2 separate regions of the Zea mays genome follow, and region 1 is linked to region 2. The links are chromatin contacts, called in public Hi-C maps. All regions are on one chromosome and are shown on one strand. The core of a region is the stretch at or near the end of the contact, and the rest is flanking DNA. Distances in the headings are between cores, read along the strand shown.

Region 1 (2,749 bases), core at 100-2,599, 140 kb after region 2:
TAAAATAGGAATAAATACATTGCAAATTCCTGCTAGCTAGCTGATTAAAATATTAAACTTATCTGTCTCGTCATTAACTAGATCATACATCGCATCCATGTCTACCTCTATATTTTGCATAATTATGCATCTAAAATTTAAACCTCAATCTCTGACTCAACTACTTCATTATTCTAAAAACAATTATATTGTCACGTAACAGCACACGGACACAACAACGGAGCTAGCCATAATTACTAAGCGTACCTATACTAAATAAAAAAAATCATCGCAACCTACATATCTATCAATCTATTCATTAAAACAAAATAATAGTAGTAGCAAATCAGCTCATCCAAAATTAAATTCGACGCGAACTCTGCAAGAACCACGATAATTTATAGTTCAGGCTTTTCGTCGAGTATTTGAGGCATCAACTTGGGGCTTGTTTTTCCACATTCTCTTAGGATCCTTTTGTCGGCGCGAACACAAGTAGGAGATGTCATGAAGGAACTGACATCGAAGTGAGGCGACGGAATAACGACAACGGAGTGGGGCAGTGTTGAAGGAGCTCGGCGTCACGGTAAATAGAAGTTCGACGGAGACTAAACCGATTGCCGAACATGAACTGCGCAAATCGACGACGCGAGGCTTGATCTGGCGAGCACGACGCAAAGGAGGGCGTCTCAGTAACTGCTCCGACATAAATTACTCGCTGCTGAGCACGACGGAGGCCGGGAAGCTGCTGACGGTCGGCCCAACAGCGAGCAGGGGTACCAGGGCGTGCGTGCAGGAACAATCTTGACAGTACGCGTCCGAGCGAGACCACGGTACTGGTAAACGGCGGGCGACCAAGCAAAAATCCGAGCTGGGCGAGTTCGACGGCCACGGCCGGGCACAGATCGGCGCGATGGAGAGTCCCAGGACGCGCGCGGGGGAGCAGAGGAGATGGGCGCGCGCCGGAAGCTCGACGGCGGCCATGAGAACGAGCAGAGGAACTCCGGCATCCATGGTAAGGAGGGTTTCACCATGGCCGAGCAGACAGGGAGTGCCGTGAGCAGAGAAGTTTCGCGCGCTCGGCTGGACGCAGGAGAACACGCGCGCAGGGACGAGCTCGGCTGGGCTAGAGCAGGGAAGACCGCGGCTGGGGAAAGGAGGAGCAGGGAGGTCGCGGCCAGAGAGATGGGCGCCATGGGCGAGTTGCACAGCCGGCGAGCTGGAACTGAGCGCCGTGGAGGAGCAGGAGGTGGGACAGCGCTAGGGAGGGAGATGGACTTGGCAAGCAGGAAGCCAAGCGCTGGCGAGTTGGAGGACGGGAGGGCGCTCGGCCATGGGGAGCAAGATGGAGGGAGCTCGGTGGGCTGGGGATGGACACCAGAGAGATGAGCGAGCAGAGAGATAAGCACGAGAGACAGAATGGCCGCGTGCGCACGCTGGGATAAGAACGATGCTGAAAATATCCAGGGAGTAAAGCACCGCGCAGGAAAAACCAACACCGCGTAACAGAAAAAAAAATCAACACCATGAGCAGCGGCTGAAGATTTTTCTGCTGTGCGAGAGGATAAGGATTAAGGAGGAAGCAACGTGTAGAAGTAGCATACGTCCAGGATAGAGGCAAAACAGAAATGGCGGTTTGAGATTTTCCAAGGAACATACCAGAGACACTTTCTGTGAGTCATTGTTTAAGTAGAATGAGAATTAGTTGGAGATGGATACATAGAAATAAGAAAATTCAGATTTTTCTTCTCCAAACTTTAACAATATAATACTCAAATAAGTGAAAAATATGGAATTTGAATCCGAACGATATACAAACACACCCATCCAAACAATATCAATTTTAATATTTTTGGACTATGCTAAAATTGGTAGGTATTTTCAGGATCAGATAAATTTCCATAGTTGTAGACAGTGGAACAGATTACTTACGAATACTCAATATCAACTCTAATTATCTCAGATTTTTAAATAGGAAAGTGAATCGGCTAACCGCTATCCAAACATTTGACAAGAGAGCGATTCGATTAATAACTCTACGCCTTATATTTTTTGGACATGAATGCGGTCGAAATTATAAACTCGAACTATTTCTGAAATCGCATTCACGCTCTCGACCAGTCTAAACAACACCAGAATGAAGGTTACTAAAGTCCGAATTTCGTGAAATATTTTGGACAGTCCCGATAGACATAGATGAAGTGATACCAGAATACTGGTAGGCGAATATAATTAGGATATAGAGACTATTATTCTTACTGATATCTCGTACTTACGTCCATAGTCGTTGTTAAACGTATAGTAACACCTGGGGTGTTACAACCCTCCCCCTTGAAAGAATCTCGTCCTGAGATTCGGAGTGAAATACTTTTAAGAGTAGAGAAGCATGTAACTCCTATCCATATCAGCGATAACATAAGGCTGTTCCAAACAAAGGCGAGTGTCTCAGGATATTATTCCGATATCTCGTACTTACGTCCATAGTCGTTGTTAAACGTATAGTAACACCTGGGGTGTTACAATTTTATTCTATAAAAACATAAGGGTTCTTATGCGAATTTGTCCCGCGAAGGGGTATCGTAGGATTCTGGCCGTTGGATCACCAGCCGAGGGCACGGATTAGATCGGATCTCGGCCAAACCGGTACGCGCCCAAAGTCGCCCGATCTAGATCCGATGGCAAGGATTTAATGAGTCGAGGATTTAACATTCATCACTGGATCTCGAATCTACGGCTGAAATCGTCTTGGTCAAAACATTACACAACATCTAAT
Region 2 (3,208 bases), core at 558-3,057:
GGATAAGGATTCAGCCTAGTGTAGGGACTTGTTCTTTTTCTTTTCTTTTCCTATTTCCCTTTTTATTTACAAATTTCAAATTCAAATCCGAAATAAAGATTAAGAATTCAATTTAATGCACACTCCAAATCCCAGCATGGTGCGAAATTATATTTTATTAATTTATGTTGACCCTCTAAAGATAATATTCGAGCAAGGAGTATTCTCTCTATTATTTATTTTCTGATTTTAAATTTTATGTATTAGACTTAAAATAAAATCTAGTCTCGACTTGAGTCATCTAAATTTAATATTCATATAAATAAATGCTTATAGTGCATCAGTTAATGAAATGAATAATCATTTAGTTGAATAGAAAACATTTCTATTACTTATTTTCTAAAATAATTCTTGGTTTCAAAATTCAGTCCTCAATTTTCAAAGCTCAAGTTTAATTTGAGATATCTAAATTTACTATTTTATTTATTTATTTTAATAATTTTTTTCTTATTCGAATTTTGGGCTTTACAAGGTTCGAGAACCACTAAATTCGGAGTTACGGTTAAAGAGTTATGATTTGTGAAGTCTTAAGTGCTGAATAATAAATAAAATGAGTGCATAAATTTCAACTTAGGTTTCATAACAAAATAAGGTTCCTAGATGGTAGACAATATCACTATGAATTTAATGCAACTGGAATGAATTAATTTGGAGCTAACACAAAGAAGATATGGAATTTACAAGTTTAGTAGATTTATTCTCATTTTCTGTATTTATTTTGAATATTTCCAATCGCACTGGACTGAGGGCACAAATACCAGAAATTCTGGGGACCCAGGTGCAATTAATATGGGCTCAGTTTTAATGTGTTCCGACTGGAGAAGGATGGTGGGTTCATTTTTCTATTTCATCAAGGACTCTTTTGCAAACTAACCACAGCGAAAGGGTATGGATGCGTCTTGTTCGTCGTATTGGCCCATGACGGTCGTAGATCGGGTCTGAATTGGTACGCAGCCCTGGACACCGGATTACCGTTCAACGGCCCGGATTTTAAATCGCTCGGCCGATCCAAGACCTCCCAATCCTAGATCAACGCACCGGATTGATCTCACTGAATCTGTACGAAGACTCTAATCCTAGCCGCAGATCACAAGATGGAGTATGGACACCTCACATCCGTCTTCAACCTCTGGCCGAGCTAGGCGGTGGTCCTCCCGCCACGACCCGGCAGTCCCGCGGCCAATCCATGCCCCGACGCGCTACACACCAATCGATATACTATTCGTGATGCAAGGAACAACACGATCATGGTGGTGGCCAAAGTACCCCTGGGGGTGGCACAACCAGCACATCCCTCGGCAAAACATAGAGCTGCGGCGACATTCAACAACGACGAGAAATTCTCGACCCTATATGACCTAATCCTTCCTACCCGTCGATTCAATACTTAGCTTGCATGAAAACGAGGTACTAGAAGGGCTCTCACCGGTGGAGGGGGATGCAAGGATCTGGTTGGCGTAAGGGGCAGCTTGGCGCTGAGACAACTCCGTCGAGGAATTCCACCCGACCCGGTCCCGCTTTCCACCACAATCGGTGACGTCCACGCTCAGGGCACTCCGGGGATTACCCAATGCACACACCGCGCAGAGAGGGTGGTCCTTCTCACTTGTAGACGACAGTGTCTCGCTGTTCCTCTCGCGGCGCTCGTCGTATGGCCCTCTGCGGTCGCCCGGTATCTCGGTGGTTGCAGCGAGGCGGTGGCACGAGGTATGGCGAAGATAGTGGTGCGTGGAGACTCATATAGGCCTGCTGGGCAACAACTTGCCCGAGATCCCGTCGTATTGAGCTGGCAGCGATCAGGTCCCGCCCGAGCGCTCGAATTGGAAGGGGACGGACCCGACACGGCGGTCCCACACGACAGCGAACACGACAAGGCGATGCGTGGGTCCCAGTGTCTAGCCGCACAGAGTGATAGTTGCGTCGGGCGCGCGCGAGATGCAGAGCACGGCTAGCTGACTGATGAGATGGTCCCACCTGGCGGCGCCTGACTTCGGTTAACTGGGCCGCGCGGTAGAGAGGTCAAATGGGCCGTTTGCGCAGTCCTAGGCCCAACTAGACGTTCTTTCTTTTTTCTTTTTATTTTTATATTCTATTCTCCTTTATCTTAATTCCAGATTTCAAACCAAATCTAAGTCATCGTTTTAAACCTCAGATTTCCAAGCATCAAACATAATCATATTGTGAATATTAATCCTGCTAGTGGCAATAATATTATTTATCTTTCTTCCTATTATTATTGAAAGGGATATTTAACTTACTTTGAATTTTGTTTCTAATTTTTTTATTTTAATTTTCCCATTTCCTCCTCTTTTGAATTTTGAATTTAAGTAGGGTTTTAATCCTTAGCTTCTTATTAAGATGCACCTCATACAAAACACCAGCATGTTATGCAAGATTTATTTCCATTTATTTTACATGTGATCATCAATGCAAGCATATTCATATTGGAATATTCTCTCCACCTCTTTATAAAAGTTGGGTATTACATGGAGCCACACCGGCTTCGCACAGACATCAAATACAGACATGCCACGCGTCTTCGTTTCACACTTGAATAAGACAAATGCACGAACAATATAGCAGAATACGAAGCCATCATCCTCAGATTCCACAAGCTACGAGACCTAGGGGTGACAACATGCATAGTCAAAACTGATTCCAAGATAGTCGCCGGCCAAATCGAAAAGGACTGCTCTGCCAAAGAACCAGTGCTGTTGCAATATCTCTCGGTCGTGCGAAGCCTTGAAAAACAATTCAAACGATTAACATTGCAGCACATAGATCGGAACAAGAATGAAGAGGTCGACATGTTGGCAAAAGCAGTAGCGAAAGGCGACCCACGACCATCTGACGTGTTCTTCCACACAATCGGCACACCAGCTGTAAGAAACCCTGAAGGCCTGCAGATAACACCAGACCCCGACGACCGCAGAATCATACATATGATAATGACCGAAGACCAAAGCGAAGCCAAAAGGTTTAAACACAGAAGTCGTGGCTTCGCTGTGATAGATGGACAACTATACAAGAAGGGAATAAGCCAACCCATGCTCAAATGTATCACAATAGTCGAAGGCATAGAACTCCTTCGCAAAATCCATAGAGGAACATGAGGATCACACTCGGGACCAAGGTCCCTCACCGCTAGTGTCAGGCGACAAGGTTTCTA

The links. A called contact is a pair of places that touch in the nucleus more often than the background predicts.
Region 1: a contact with region 2 is called in a Hi-C map of endosperm, with 5 times the contacts expected there. The contact joins the promoter of LOC100502277 here to the promoter of LOC118472054 in region 2. A contact is called at or near these places in 3 of 25 Hi-C or Micro-C datasets (bundle sheath, endosperm and leaf).

What each region holds. Positions count from the first base shown.
Region 1 is chr5:127,262,211-127,264,959 of Zm-B73-REFERENCE-NAM-5.0, forward strand. It overlaps LOC100502277, which reads right to left and starts at 1,350. Exons shown (of 1, transcript NM_001196754.1): 1 at 43-1,350. The coding sequence starts at 1,172. The coding sequence ends at 666.
Region 2 is chr5:127,121,033-127,124,240 of Zm-B73-REFERENCE-NAM-5.0, forward strand. LOC118472054 (OVARIAN TUMOR DOMAIN-containing deubiquitinating enzyme 12-like) reads right to left here and starts at 1,808. Exons shown (of 7, transcript XR_004849553.1): 1 at 1,466-1,808.